5 separate regions of the Mus musculus genome follow, and all the other regions are linked to region 3. A link is a contact called in public Hi-C and HiChIP or PLAC-seq data. All regions are on one chromosome and are shown on one strand. Each heading gives the region's core, a stretch centred on a gene start, on an enhancer-like site or on the middle of the called end of the contact. The rest is flanking DNA. Distances are from core to core; before and after follow the strand shown. Region 1 holds the start of Six5 (sine oculis-related homeobox 5). Region 2 holds the start of Fosb (FBJ osteosarcoma oncogene B). Region 3 holds the start of Ppp5c (protein phosphatase 5, catalytic subunit). Region 4 holds the start of Dmwd (dystrophia myotonica-containing WD repeat motif). Region 5 holds the start of Bcam (basal cell adhesion molecule).

Evidence for each region. A called contact is a pair of places that touch in the nucleus more often than the background predicts. HiChIP or PLAC-seq counts read pairs in DNA pulled down with a chosen protein or histone mark.
Region 1: a contact with region 3 is called in an H3K27ac HiChIP or PLAC-seq map of acute myeloid leukemia, with 7 times the contacts expected there. The contact joins the promoter of Six5 here to the promoter of Ppp5c in region 3. A contact is called at or near these places in 6 of 39 promoter capture datasets (the HPC-7 cell line, cranial neural crest, embryonic stem cells and 2 more), 7 of 115 datasets of contacts at active chromatin or transcription factors (acute myeloid leukemia, astrocytes, embryonic stem cells and 4 more) and 1 of 9 other capture datasets (embryonic stem cells).
Region 2: a contact with region 3 is called in an H3K27ac HiChIP or PLAC-seq map of large pre-B cells, with 5 times the contacts expected there. The contact joins the promoter of Fosb here to the promoter of Ppp5c in region 3. A contact is called at or near these places in 2 of 115 datasets of contacts at active chromatin or transcription factors (astrocytes and large pre-B cells).
Region 4: a contact with region 3 is called in a Hi-C map of B cells, with 8 read pairs. The contact joins the promoter of Dmwd here to the promoter of Ppp5c in region 3. A contact is called at or near these places in 6 of 39 promoter capture datasets (the HPC-7 cell line, cranial neural crest, embryonic stem cells and 2 more), 1 of 484 Hi-C or Micro-C datasets (B cells), 6 of 115 datasets of contacts at active chromatin or transcription factors (astrocytes, embryonic stem cells, epiblast stem cells and 2 more) and 1 of 9 other capture datasets (embryonic stem cells).
Region 5: a contact with region 3 is called in an H3K4me3 HiChIP or PLAC-seq map of stem cell-derived neural progenitor cells, with 8 times the contacts expected there. The contact joins the promoter of Bcam here to the promoter of Ppp5c in region 3. A contact is called at or near these places in 2 of 39 promoter capture datasets (cranial neural crest and liver) and 1 of 115 datasets of contacts at active chromatin or transcription factors (stem cell-derived neural progenitor cells).

The regions. Positions count from the first base shown.
Region 1 is chr7:19,093,245-19,095,944 of GRCm38.p6, forward strand. It overlaps Six5 (sine oculis-related homeobox 5), which reads left to right and starts at 1,300. Exons shown (of 3, transcript NM_011383.1): 1 at 1,300-2,174. The coding sequence starts at 1,393. It overlaps Dmpk (dystrophia myotonica-protein kinase), which reads left to right. Exons shown (of 15, transcript NM_001379257.1): 15 at 1-577.
Region 2 is chr7:19,308,720-19,311,419 of GRCm38.p6, forward strand. It overlaps Fosb (FBJ osteosarcoma oncogene B), which reads right to left and starts at 1,326. Exons shown (of 4, transcript NM_008036.2): 1 at 587-1,326. The coding sequence starts at 712.
Region 3 is chr7:17,026,479-17,029,178 of GRCm38.p6, forward strand. It overlaps Ppp5c (protein phosphatase 5, catalytic subunit), which reads right to left and starts at 1,436. Exons shown (of 13, transcript NM_011155.2): 1 at 1,215-1,436. The coding sequence starts at 1,335.
Region 4 is chr7:19,074,895-19,077,594 of GRCm38.p6, forward strand. Dmwd (dystrophia myotonica-containing WD repeat motif) reads left to right here and starts at 1,306. Exons shown (of 5, transcript NM_010058.2): 1 at 1,306-1,807. The coding sequence starts at 1,376.
Region 5 is chr7:19,769,233-19,771,932 of GRCm38.p6, forward strand. Bcam (basal cell adhesion molecule) reads right to left here and starts at 1,300. Exons shown (of 15, transcript NM_020486.2): 1 at 1,175-1,300. The coding sequence starts at 1,238.

The DNA of each region.
Region 1 (2,700 bases), core at 50-2,549, 2.1 Mb after region 3:
CACCCAGCTCCGCTCCTGTGATCCAGGCCTGCCACCTGGCGGCCGGGGAGGGAGGAACAGGGCTCGTGCCCAGCACCCCTGGTTCCTGCAGAGCTGGTAGCCACCGCTGCTGCAGCAGCTGGGCATTCGCCGACCTTGCTTTACTCAGCCCCGACGTGGATGGGCAAACTGCTCAGCTCATCCGATTTCACTTTTTCACTCTCCCAGCCATCAGTTACAAGCCATAAGCATGAGCCCCCTATTTCCAGGGACATCCCATTCCCATAGTGATGGATCAGCAAGACCTCTGCCAGCACACACGGAGTCTTTGGCTTCGGACAGCCTCACTCCTGGGGGTTGCTGCAACTCCTTCCCCGTGTACACGTCTGCACTCTAACAACGGAGCCACAGCTGCACTCCCCCCTCCCCCAAAGCAGTGTGGGTATTTATTGATCTTGTTATCTGACTCACTGACAGACTCCGGGACCCACGTTTTAGATGCATTGAGACTCGACATTCCTCGGTATTTATTGTCTGTCCCCACCTACGACCTCCACTCCCGACCCTTGCGAATAAAATACTTCTGGTCTGCCCTAAATCCCGCGCAATATCTCTGTTGTGGAAAGGAAACCGCCCCGCAGGCCAATGGAGAGTCCAATAGAGACAACCAATGGCTTGAGTGGGAGCTAGAGGGGAGGCAAAGCGCACGAATCAGGTTGAAGGGTGGGGCTTAGGCATCCAGCCAGTAGGAGAGAAGCAACAAGCCACCAGAGACACCACCGCCCCCCACCCTCCCCCCCAGCTGTGACCCAGCTGTGCCACTCAAGTTTGGAAAAAAGTAGGGGGTTGGGCCAGCAGCGGGCACACCATCTTCCCACTGCGCCTGCGCAAGCCACGCGCATCCGCTTTTTGGACCGACACTCCAGAAAAGTTGCTGCAAACTTTCTAGCGCGATTCCCCGCCCCTCCTCCCAGCTAGATCCACCGCCTACCCGCGGGGCCGGGAATTCCGAGGGGCGGAGCACGGCGCGGAGATGGGAAGGGAGGGGGCCCTTCAAGGGACCCGGGAGATGGGAGCGGCTTCGCGCCCTTAACCCTCCGGACGGCCCATTACCTTCTCCGTTGCTCTGATAGGGAAACTGAGGCCCTGAGTCAGAGGCACACAAGGGGGGAAGGCCAAAAGCGCGGCCAGAGACGGAGGGAAAACAAAGAATCCTGACAGCCCGGGAGGGGGGCGGACACACAGGGACAAGGACAGACCCGAGTGCAGAGCTGGGTCTAGTCTTTGGGAGGGGGCCAGAAGACTGCAAGGGGACCGGGGGGGGGGGCGGCGAGGAGGACTGGGCGGAGGAGGGGGCTGGGGAAGCCCGCGGGAGGCGGCAAAGGAGGGAGGAACTTTCCAAAGTTGCCAAACATGGCTACCTCGCCTGCGGAGCCGAGCGCGGGGCCCGCGGCTCGGGGGGAGGCGGCGGCGGCGACCGAGGAGCAGGAGGAGGAAGCGCGCCAGCTTCTGCAGACTCTGCAGGCAGCCGAGGGGGAGGCGGCGGCGGCCGGGGCGGGAGATGCGGCGGCGGCGGCGGACTCTGGGTCCCCGAGTGGCCCGGGGTCTCCCCGGGAGACCGTGACCGAGGTGCCCACTGGCCTTCGCTTCTCGCCCGAACAGGTGGCATGCGTGTGCGAGGCGCTGCTGCAGGCGGGCCACGCCGGCCGCTTGAGCCGCTTCCTGGGCGCGCTGCCCCCGGCCGAGCGCCTACGTGGCAGCGATCCGGTGCTGCGCGCGCGGGCCCTAGTGGCCTTCCAGCGGGGTGAATACGCCGAGCTCTACCAACTTCTCGAGAGCCGCCCTTTCCCCGCCGCCCACCACGCCTTCCTGCAGGACCTCTACCTGCGCGCGCGCTACCACGAGGCCGAGCGGGCCCGTGGCCGTGCGCTGGGCGCTGTGGACAAATACCGGCTGCGCAAGAAGTTCCCTCTGCCCAAGACCATCTGGGATGGCGAGGAGACCGTCTATTGCTTCAAGGAGCGCTCGCGAGCGGCGCTCAAGGCCTGCTACCGCGGCAACCGCTATCCCACGCCTGACGAGAAGCGCCGCCTGGCCACGCTCACCGGCCTCTCGCTTACACAGGTCAGCAACTGGTTCAAGAACCGGCGACAGCGCGACCGCACTGGGACCGGCGGTGGAGCGCCTTGCAAAAGGTGAGGGGGGAACCGACCCTCCTTCCTCGGTGGCCGCTGGAGTCTGCGCAAGTGACCCTTCACATCCCTCTTCGGTGGCGTCGGCGAGTGCATAGGCTGAGCGTGGAGAGACCAGGCACACCCTGGGTTCTCTGGGCATCACTGCCTCAGGGGCAGAGGTTGTTCCAGCTACTTCTAAGCTGGGAACGCAGTGCCAGGAATGGGGGGGGGGGCGGGGGCGGGACGGGCAGTGAGAAAAGTGAGGTATCCCTGGAGGAGCGGTAGTAAGGAAGGGAAAGGGGCCTTTGTCTAAGGCACCCAGGGTAGGGACCCGCTTTTGGGGCCTCTGCAACCTGGCCCCTCGGTAACCATTACTTACACCCACCCCCACGCCCCCTCCAGCCCAAACAGCGTGGTCTGTCGCTTGTCTTTGTTGTGAAACGTGAACCTTCTCCGGCTCCGGTTTCCCTGTAACCCAAGCCCTTCCCCTCCCACCTCAGCGCCAGGCCTCTAGCTCTGGTCTCTGACGCCGTGGGGGTGGGGGGTG
Region 2 (2,700 bases), core at 76-2,575, 2.3 Mb after region 3:
GCGGGCGGAGGGGGCGCTGCGCGCTGTGCGTGCCCCGCGTCAGACGGAGGATTCCAGCGCGTCAGCCTTTACGCACGGGTCCCCCGTTACGTCTCCGCGCAGGAGGCGGAGGCAGCGTGACCGGGGTTCGAGGCCCTAACTCTTGCTGGGTGGAGGGTGACTGCGGACTTGCAGTCCGCGTTTTGAAGGAAGAGGGAAGAGGAGGAGGCTCCTGGAAGCTTCTCTGGAATTTTTTGTTTCTTTTTCTTCCCCTACTTGCCTAGCTTCGGCTTAGGGAGCCGGCTTTCGGCTAAAAGTTCTCAGCTTCTGCTAACCACCGGGTATATACTTTGCACCGGGCATCGCCAACGTTTGCCCAGCTGCATTCCTTTCCCGCGCTCCGCGCAAATAACCTTTTGCAAACATCACTCCATTCTTTGCAGTTTGCAAACAACAAAAAACCAAAGTGCAAACCGAACTATTGCAATCCCAGATCCTGGGTTTTGGCGCGTCTCTATTTGAGAGGATGCTCAATCTACACTTTAGCCTGAAAGAAACACCCCCCCCCCCAACCACTAAAGTAGAATCTTTACGATCTAAAACTTACCTGGGAGGCGGCGGCGGTGGGTGGACTGCCGAAGGAGTCCACCGAAGACAGGTACTGAGACTCGGCGGAGGGTGATGAGCTACACCGGGAGCCGGAGTCGTAGTCTCCGGGAAAAGCTTGAAACATTTCCCTGGGCACAGGGGGGCCCCTGTGACCACGCTGAGGTCGCCGGGAAGCCAAGGCTATGGCCGAGTGGAATGAGATGCGAGTCCGGAGTAGACCGGACACGTCTCCAAAGTGCGCTGCTCGGGGAAGCTTAGTCTCCGGTTCGGAGAACTGCCCAAGTTTCGATGCAAGTTCCCTCTGCAAGATCCCAGATCCCCTTCAGACCGCCGCTGTACCTCCTGAAAGTCCAGGCTCTGTCGGTTTCACGGGGGGCGACGCGGGGATCGCTCCCCGCCCAGAAACCCGCCGGGCAGTGCCGCGGTGCAGCGTGCGCTTCAGATGCAGTTCCAATCCTGTCGAAGCGTCCCAAGAAATGAGGGAGAGCAGAGGGGCGCGATCCAGAAGCCCACAGAAAGAAAGTCTATCCTCCGGACGAATCGGAAGAACGATCTAGAAAGAGTCTTGCAAAAAGGAAACCCACAAAACTTTCTCTCCAGTTTAAAAATATATATAAATATATATATATAAATTTTTCACGGCCTCCAAGAAGAAGAAAAAGAAAGAGTCACCAGTAGTCAAGTCCAGCAAGCCCCGGCTCCGCGTGTCCCCGGCGTAGCCGCTCCAGTCTTATGAATGAAACCGGGAGCTGCCGGGCTGAATTTATGCCTCCGGGACCCGCCCCCGCGCTTGCGTCACCCGCAACTCCATGCACAAACCTCCCAAACTCTCCCTTCCCGCCGACTGAGCTCCTTGTGGCGCCCTCCAGGGCCTCGTGCACCTGCCACCTGCCCATAGTGTGACCCTGGGGGTCTCGGGGGTCCCCAAGGCTGCGTTCTGAGGGGCTTCGCGGGAGGGGATCCCGCCCCGCCCTCCCCGGAGTTCCTGTGACGCAATTAGCCATATAAGGAGCTCGGCCAGCGCGGCCCAGTGTTTGTTTGGTATCCTAGCAATTACGTCAGAGGGAATCCCTCGCTCCTGCGCGCGCCCGCTGTTGCGCTGTGCGGAACCCGCCCGCGCCTGCGCAGTTCCACGCTGTCCCGGAGGCTGAGATTGACAGGCGCCTAAACTCCCTCAGAAGGCCCCTGCTGACCCGGGTTGGAGAAGGTGCAACTCCAGATCCCAGGTCTGCTTATACCCCTGGGACCCCACCCTCCCCAAACCGGTGCAGCGCCCCTGCTGGTGAAAAAGAGCAAGGTCCCCAGTGCAGATTCTGGCGAGAGGGGTATAATCAGTCTAGGTGGGGAAACTGAGGCTCAGGAGGAATTGGAGAGTCTGTGATATCTCCAGGTGTAGGGATGGGTAAGGATGCAGTCCCCTCCCCACTAGCTTTGTCACGGATTCTGTGTGACTCGGTGAGCTTGGAAAATGTGCTCCCTCCCTGATCTAAAACTTCAGTACTCATAGCTAAGCAAAGGATAGGTGGCTTTTCCGGGTCCCTGAATCTGGGGGACCTGCAGAATTGGAGCAGGTAGGAACCCACACCCGGTGAGTTCTTCAGGCTTGATGGTGTTGGAAGCCTCTCCTTCCCACTTAGCTCAGGAGACAGAAAAGAAAGTGTGTATACAATAATAATTGAACAATAATAATTGGTGGTGTCTGGTGGTGGTGGCAGCTGCGGCAGCAGCACACATCTTTAATCCCAGCAGAAGCAGGGAGATCTCTGTGAGTTCGAAACCAGCTTGTTCTACAGAGTGAGTTCCAGGACAGCCAGGGCTACACAGAGAAACCCTGTCTCGAAAAATAAATAAATAAAATACTAGTGCATTAATATAATCGGTGGCATGTGTTTAGCAATCAGCAGGTATCAGCCCCAGCAAGATGGTTCACAGGTAAAGGAGCTTGCTACACATACCTGACAACCTGAGTCCCATCCCTGGGACTCACGGTGGAAGAAGAAAAATGACTCCTAAAAATTGTTCTCTGATCTCCACATGCATGCAAAGACAGAAAACAACCAGTACTCATATGTAGTAATAATAATAATAATAATAATAATATCAATATTAATG
Region 3 (2,700 bases), core at 186-2,685:
TCTCTTCCACCTCAGTCACTTCTCCTCAGTAGCCCCTTTTCCGCTGTAAACATGAAAACTCCATCCTAGGTTCTCTCTAGATCCCACTCTCTGGTGACTTCATCCATTCCCAGGGCACCTCCAACCATAGGCTGGTTACACTCAAAATTTTCTCCAGTCCAGACTGGTCCCATCTACCCACTCAATGTCCCTTTTCGGACAGCGAAGGAAACCCAAAACTCATCTTTGTGACGAATTCAGATTTTGCATGCTCTGTCCCCTTATCTTAATCTTCTCTTGTATCAGTCTTCCCCTCGTACCCCCAGTTTCCTCAAACTCCAGCCAAGCCAGTCTGTTTTCAATCACTCTCCACCCCAGGGTCTTCACACAAACTCAGTGGTCAGGACCCACGTGTAAAACTCCTTGTCAATTCGCCTCAAAAAGCCTCTTTCTCCAGGCACTCCCGACCTCACCATCGAAAGCAGACTCTAAGCTGTATTTCCTGTGTTGTCACCTTGACCCAAAGTGATCATCACAAGTTTGCAATGATTGGTTCTGCTTAAATCCGAGTCATGTGTTGCATTCATCGCTGCAGCCTCAGAGCCAAGCACAGGCCGTGTAGCACATGACACTTATTTAATACAAGTGTACTGAAAGAATGAATGAACGGAGACATGTCCTCCCACATGGCACTCTTAGCCCAAGATCACCCTATTCGTTCCTGCTCCACCTCTCCACCCTACTCGTTTCCTTGGATCACCCCAAATCGCCTTCCAATATAATTATCTACCTCCATCCCCATAATTCCCTTCTCTATTGGGCCTTCTCTTCTCGGTCATACTCATCTCAGGCCTCCCCACTCGGCAGCGCCATCACTGCCCTAAACACATGTCACTATTTGGTAGCGCCCTCTTCAGGTCTGACCACCATTTAGCACCTCTGTCCAGGTCTCACATTTGGTAGCACTCACATGTCGGCCCCCTGCTTTTCCCCTATCGTGTAGCAGCGCCTGCCTCAGTCTCCCCAGTGAGTGGCTTCTGCTTGGTATCCACTTCTCAGCAGCTCTCCCCAGTCTGTCGTCCAGCCTGAGCCTCCTCCTCGCGCCTGGCTACTCTGTAGTGCTTGCCCGGCGCCCAGGCTGCCGCTCCGCGTTGCCATGGTTCCCCGCCGGGCCTGGCACCCCCACAGCCTGGGCCGCTGTCCACCCTCCCTCACCCCGTCCGGGCCGGGCGCACCTTTGAAGTAGTCGTTGGCCTGTGTCTTGAGCTCCTCTGCCCGCTTCAGAGTGCCATCGGCCGGGGGTTCGTCCCGGGGGGTCTCAGCACACTCAGTCCGCTCGCCCTCCGCCATCGCCATGCCGCAAAGCGACCCCCACCCTGGCAACGGCCGCTCGCGGCACCAGGCCGAACCGTCGCGAAGGAGTGCCGAGTGACCGCCGCCGCTGCCGCACAAGTGTCGTAAAGCGCGGGCCCCAAAGGCACTCCTGACGCGCCTGCGCGGCGTCCCCCCCAACTTCCCCCCCCCCCCGCCCCCGCCCCCAGAGCGCCGGGAGGACAAGGTGACCAGAGGGTATCCAGACCGTACTTGTACTTGTAGAAGTAGCCAATCAGAAAGGAGAGAAGGGGCCTTGTGGATGGGGGCAGGCCGGGAGGGCGCCTACTCCCAAAGTTGCGAGGCTGCAAAAGTTTCTTGGAGATCCCGGCTTCCTTTAGGGTTGGTGATTGGGTTGCGTTGCCTCCGGCGGGTGGGGCTGCTTTCAAACCAGCACCCTGCCCAACCCGGAGTTTGCTCTGGAGCTGGGTGCTGCCAATTACTCGTGTGACCTTGAACAAGTTTATCTCTTGTCTCCTCAGTAACCCTTTTGGAAAATGGGTAGTTTCTCAAGCAAACAAAATAAAACTTGAACGTTGCAAATCAAGGCTCTTTTTGAATTATTAACAAGGCATCCCGATCTTCAAGTCTTGACAAGTCTCAATTGTACCATGTTTGTTCCGAGCCCAACAGCATCCTTATTAATTTATTTTATTTTTTTATTTTGAGATAGGATTTAATTATGCAACCCTGGCTAGCCTGGAACTTGCTATATAAACCAGGCTGGCCTTGAATTCAAAGACCCAGCTGCCTGTACCTCCCAAGTGTTGGGATTAAAGCTTTGCATCATCATGTCAAGTCCTAGAAAAAACCTTTTAAAGGGTCATGGATGTAGCTCAGTTGGTAGAGTACTTGTCTAGAGTGCTCCAGGCTTGAGTTCCAATTCCAGCACTATATAAATCAGGCTGAAAGGTGCACCTCAGTAATTTGAAGGCTTGATAGGTGGAGGCAACAGTATCAGAATTTCAGGTTCAAGGCCAGCCTGGGATACCTGAGACGCTGTTCCGAATACAAACAACCACACCAAAGGGATTTTTTTTTTTCTTCCGAGACAGGGTTTCTCTGTGTAGCCCTGGCTGTCCTGGAACTCACTCTGTAGACCAGGCTGGCCTTGAACTCAGAAATTCGCCTAACTCTGCCTCCCAAGTGCTGGGATTAAAGGCGTGTGCCACAACACCCCAGCCCCAAAGGGATCTTTTAAATGACACTGTTGCTGCTTGCATTTCCTGTGCCTGGATCAGAGCTTCAGCCTCCTCTGATGCTTGCGTTCATCCTCCCTCCTCCAGTTTACCTTCCATATGGCAGTCAGAGGCATCTTGCTGGAATACTGTAAAACTGGCACCCGCCGCA
Region 4 (2,700 bases), core at 56-2,555, 2.0 Mb after region 3:
CAAGCACCTCCATGGGACATGGCAGTTTACGGCCAGTTGGCCACGTGCTGGCCTAGCAATGCACAAAATCCTGGGTTCAAGCCCGTCAATGCACATGGTGTAGTACCAACCTGGAAGACATAGAGTCAGGAAGATCTGGAGTTTGTGGTATTTTTGTTGTTGTTTTGTTTGTTTGTTTTCAGCTACAAGGTAAGATGGAGGTCAGCCTGAACTAGAGACCTTGTCTCACAAGGGGGGCGGGGGGAGCAAAACAGAACACAATCTTCTTCTGTCAATGTGATAAAACATAAAATACCTTGACAAAAGGCCGCTTAGGGGAGAAAGGGCTATTTCAGCTTGCAATTCCAGGTCTCAGTACATCATAGCAGGGAAGTCAAGGCAGGGCTGTCTCCAGAATAGAGCAGGAAGAAGGGCATGTGTGCTTGTTTTCTTGTGCTCAGCCTGGGTCTCCACTCTTACACAGTTCCGGACTCCCTGACTAGGGAATGGCACCTCCCACAATGGACTGAGTCTTCCTGTATCAATTAAGGCAATCTCCCTCAGACTGGTCTACAGGCCAACCCCAAGTAGACTGTCCCTCATTGCGATTCTAGGTAGCCTCAAATTGACAAGGTAACAACCATCATCACCAAACCGAAACCAAAAAAGGTAGACAAGGTCAGATAGGCGACAGATGGCTACACTTCACTCTGACAGCAGCAGGGGACCACAGGTGGTCAGCGAGGAAGGGAAGAGCTGGGCGTGGTGTCTCAGGCCTGAGACTCCAGATGTTGGGTCAAGTTTGAAAACTGCCTGGGCTACAAGTATGAGACCAAAGGTCAGTGAGATGGATCGGCGGGTAATGGCACTTGCTGCCAGGTAGGTAGCTTGAAGACCTAAGCTCCATCTTTAGGATCCACATGGAGGAAGGCACTTGGCTCCCTCTGACCTCTACATGCTCGTTCACGCACAAATACACGCAAAAATAAATGCATTTTTTTTTTATTATTTAAAAAACAAAACCAAGAATCGCCCGGAGTCAGCTGTAACAACACGAGGCTTCTGAATAGGCTTTGAGGCTTCTCCGTTGCTGGGCAAACGGTTCCCAGGGCGCTGTTGTTAGGGTCTAGGGGCGTTCCCAACAGTCACACCTCGTAGCCAACCAAACGCGAGGGTCTGTCGCGTTGACCACACCCACATATTGCCTCCGCCCACAGCCCCAGAACCGTTACCTCAGCAACTGTCTCGGCTTCTCCCGCCTCCGGCTCTGGGTGCCAATCGTAGAGGCGTCACCCGGACGACGACCCTACCCCTTCCGGTGCTAGCCCCTCAACTTCCGGCTGGGGGGTCTGGCGGTGGGCGGTCGGGCTGCGGTGCGGCCCGGGGGGCGGCCAAGATGGCGGCGGGCGGCGCGGAGGGCGGCCCGGGCCCCAGCGCCGCCATGGGCGACTGCGCGGAGATCAAGTCGCAGTTTCGCACCCGCGAGGGCTTCTACAAGCTGCTCCCCGGCGACGCGACGCGCAGGTCGGGCCCGACCTCCGCTCAGACCCCGGCGCCGCCTCAGCCCACTCAGCCCCCGCCCGGGCCCGCCGCAGCCTCCGGGCCCGGCGCCGCGGGTCCCGCGTCGTCCCCGCCGCCCGCCGGCCCCGGGCCCGGGCCCGCGCTGCCCGCCGTCCGCCTCAGCCTGGTGCGCCTAGGCGACCCGGATGGCGCTGGGGAGCCGCCCTCCACGCCCTCCGGACTGGGCGCGGGAGGAGACCGCGTCTGCTTCAACCTGGGCCGGGAGCTTTATTTCTACCCCGGCTGCTGCCGCAGCGGGAGCCAGCGGGTGAGTGCTCTGCTTGCTGGGGACTCCGGTGCCGAGAGCGCTGGGGTCCCAGAGTGACAGAAGGCCCCGAGGTTGGGCATCCCAGGGGAGCCTGGATCCTGGAGCTAATGGAGTCCTGAGAGGTTGCAGGGGAATCTTTGCGTGGGGAGGTTCTCTCCGGTGGTGAGTGTTCAGGACGTGATGGCGCTTCTGGGAGGAAATGGGGGAGGGGGGTCACGGAGGTGACAGATATTCTGTGGGCTTTGGGGAATCCTAAGAGGATACAGGCCCAGGGGATGGAGAACGGAGAAATGCATCCTGCCTTCTGGGCCTGTTGGAGGGAGTCTTAAGACTTGCCATACCCAGGGCTGACGGGATTTGTAAGGAGCCGAGGTGTGGCTTAGGGGTCGACGAGCAAAGCAACAGGTGAAGGAGCTCCTAAAGAATATGGTGTCTAATGGCTTTGGAAGAAATGAAGGGGGTTTGGCAAAATGATGGGAGCTCTGAATTGATGGGGGTTCCTGGCAGGGGACATCCCCAGGTGTGACAGATATCTGTAAAGCAATCCTAGAAGAGGGGTGACGTGAGGAAGTGGGGGAGACAGAGAGATGGGGATCCGGAGAATCCAGTGGTGATAATGAGGGACTGTAGTGACTGATGGCTGGCTGAACCACAGCAGATGTCCTGGAGTTTAGGGGCTCCAGGCTGAAGGAAATGAGGCTTTGGCGATGGATCCCAGGATCCCATGTCAAGGCTGCCGAGGTAGGAGGATCCTCTGGCCTCATGGCAGCCAGTCTAGTTGAACTGGTGAGCTCCGGGTTCACTGAGAGACCCTGTGTCAAATGTAAGATGCAAAGCCAGGGAGAGAGATGCCCGATGTTGACCTCTGACCTCTACATCTCTACACAACACAC
Region 5 (2,700 bases), core at 50-2,549, 2.7 Mb after region 3:
CTGCCCAGCTTGGCGCCAGAGCCCCCTACCCGCCCCTTGACAACACCCCCCCCCCATCTCTTTACCAGAGAAGCTTGAAAAGGGTGAGGTGAGTCACCTGGGCAGAGGTGAGGCTGGGTCCTGAGGGAGAAAGGACTGGAAGTTTAGACAACTAGCTGCCCGAGGTATAGCAGGCTGCATGTGGGAAACACGGATCTCTGAGTCCTAGGGACCTGAGAACTTGGGTCTTGGATTCCTGTCAGGGTCTGGCAGGTAGCACGGTTCTTGCTGAGAATCTACCCTCTGGGCTGGCATCATTCCTTTCCCGCCTAACCTGGCACAGACTACTCCTGGGTTCCCACTCTATATCACGTTTGTGCCAGGAGCCTTGGTTCTCAGGCACCCACCTCTGGGCCCAGCCTGTCCCAGGGGAGCTGGTTGGGGGCCAAGCTGGTGCTCTGGACTGGTTGTGAGCAGCCAAGCAGCCAGATATCCTGTCTTCCCTGATCTCTCTTCACCCTGTCCCCAGTGTCCCCCCGCCCCTGTTTCTCCTCCCCACTTCACCACATGCAGGTGTGTGGATTTATCGGGGCCCTCAGGAAAGGGGCCCTGTCAGTCGGAAAACACTGTTCCACCTTCTCTGTCAGGCTCGGTTCTTCCGGCCCTTTCAGAGAGAGGCGGGTCCTTTAGAGGCAGCCTAAACTCTGAATTTTGGGGAAACCCTAACATTCTAGAAAGTGCTTTAACCGCAGGGTCCCCCGTTTCTCTGAGGAAACTCTGAGCTTAATCACTTAGAGAACAGCTCCGGGATGCTAATCTTCAGTATCTTAGCAGAACCTATTTTGACTATGGGGGAGGGGAGGGGCTGGACTCCAGTCTAAGGGACTAGGGGCTACAGATCCCAGATTCCAGGTACTCAAGGTTATTAGGGGTCGCAGGGCTTAGACTCCAGGATTCCCAAAGAGCTGGGGAGGGACAGCTGTCTCAGATGTGTTTGCTCCAGAGCTAGGGTATCCTTAGCTCTCAGATCGGGTGCACCCCAAGGCCTCCCGCCTTCCTCCCTACTGGGGAATCCCTAGATTGTGATCCCTGGGGAAATGGAAGCTTGTTCCCCTTGTCTTCTCGGGGACTCCAGGGGCCTGCCCCACAAGCCCCAACCTCAAGTTTCAGCTCTGCCCTCAGCCCCAAGTCATACCTGAGTAGCCCGACAGCAGGAAGGTGAGCCACAGCAGCCCTGCGCGGGCGTCAGGGGGTTCCATGTTCCCTGCAGTGGCGGCAGTGACTGAGCCCGGGCGAGGCTCTCCGCCGCCCTGAAGCTGGCAGCGGAGGCCAGGCCCCTGACCACGCCCCTGACCACGCCCACCCCATCCCCAAGCTGGGCGCAGGGCCAAGACCTCCCACTGCCCTGAGAGGACCTCCCACCCTCGCGCGCGCGGGGACCCGCTAGCACCGCCGCGCGCTGCTCCATCCAACCCACGCCTGCGGCTCTCCTCCTCAGCCGTGGGGACCGACCCTCCAGTCAAGCCTCGAGCTGGAATCTAAGGGAAAGCGCGCAGATACTCGTTCCCTTCCTTCCTGGCCACCTGCGGGGTCTTGACACGCATGCCCAAGGTGGCATGTGGCCCTCGACTGCAGGTGAATCTTTTTCCTAGTTTATTTTCTTTTTGGAGTCGGTGGCCCACTGTAGCTCAGGCTGGCCTTCTGCCTCAGTTTCCCAAGTACTGGGATTACAAGGGTGAGCCATCGCCCTGGTTTGTGAACTGTCGGTTTTGACCAGCGGTCCCTGATGTGATTAGTTGCCTGTGCTGGTCTCTCTTTGTAGTCTCTCCTGCATGACCGGCTCTTCCCTGAGTGCCCTAGGATGCCCTCCCCTTAGAGGCAGCCACCTTGCTGGGAAGCGCCCCTCCTCTGACTGAGCAGTGGCCTGGAACTGGTCAGGTCAATCTTTTCTCTAATGGGTTTTCAATTCCCAGTCCTGGTCGGCCTCTTTGGTGATGAGGTGGGGATGGGGTGCCCCTCCCTCTGCTCTGCTCTGCTCTCCTTGACTCCTTCACTTCCCCCCATCCAGGGAATCCAAGGAATGTCACCCCCCTTCCGCCTTCCTTCTCTGCCCGCCATTCCTTCCCCACCTTGGGGGGAGGGGAGGAGAAGTGGGCTGGCGCGTCGGCAGGTGAGTGGCTGAGGGAAAGAGCAGGCTGCTAGGACCGCGGGATGGAAGAGAGGGTCACAGGTCAAAGTAAGGGGTCACAGATCAGTCTACTCCAGGATCCTCACACGCCGAGGCAGTGTGGAACAAAATCCCAAGAATGCTGGATGGGGGCTGGAGAAGGAGGGTTCTGCCTCTGTTCAGAGGGTAGAAACTAGCCTGGGATACTGCTATGGATGGGGGGTGGTATAATTGTGGGTCATGCTGAGAGAGGGTCCTCCCCCTCCAGTCTCTGGCCAGTCTGAGGGTGACCAGCGTTGAGCTGCCCTGTGAGCCAAGGTTTTACCCATCAGTCCTAGTGGAAAGGCTTATGTTGTAGGTTTTGGCAGGGCTCTCAAAGCTGTTTTAGCATTCCCTGTCACAGGAAGCAATTGTGAAACCAGGAAAAGTGACCTTTGCGTGGGGCTCCTTCATCCCCTCTCCAGGAAGTCTTTCTTCAACCTTCTCCTGTCACATAAGTCCCTGCAAATCTCTGGACCCCCTTGTCAGCTCTACACGCCCAGAGATACATCTAT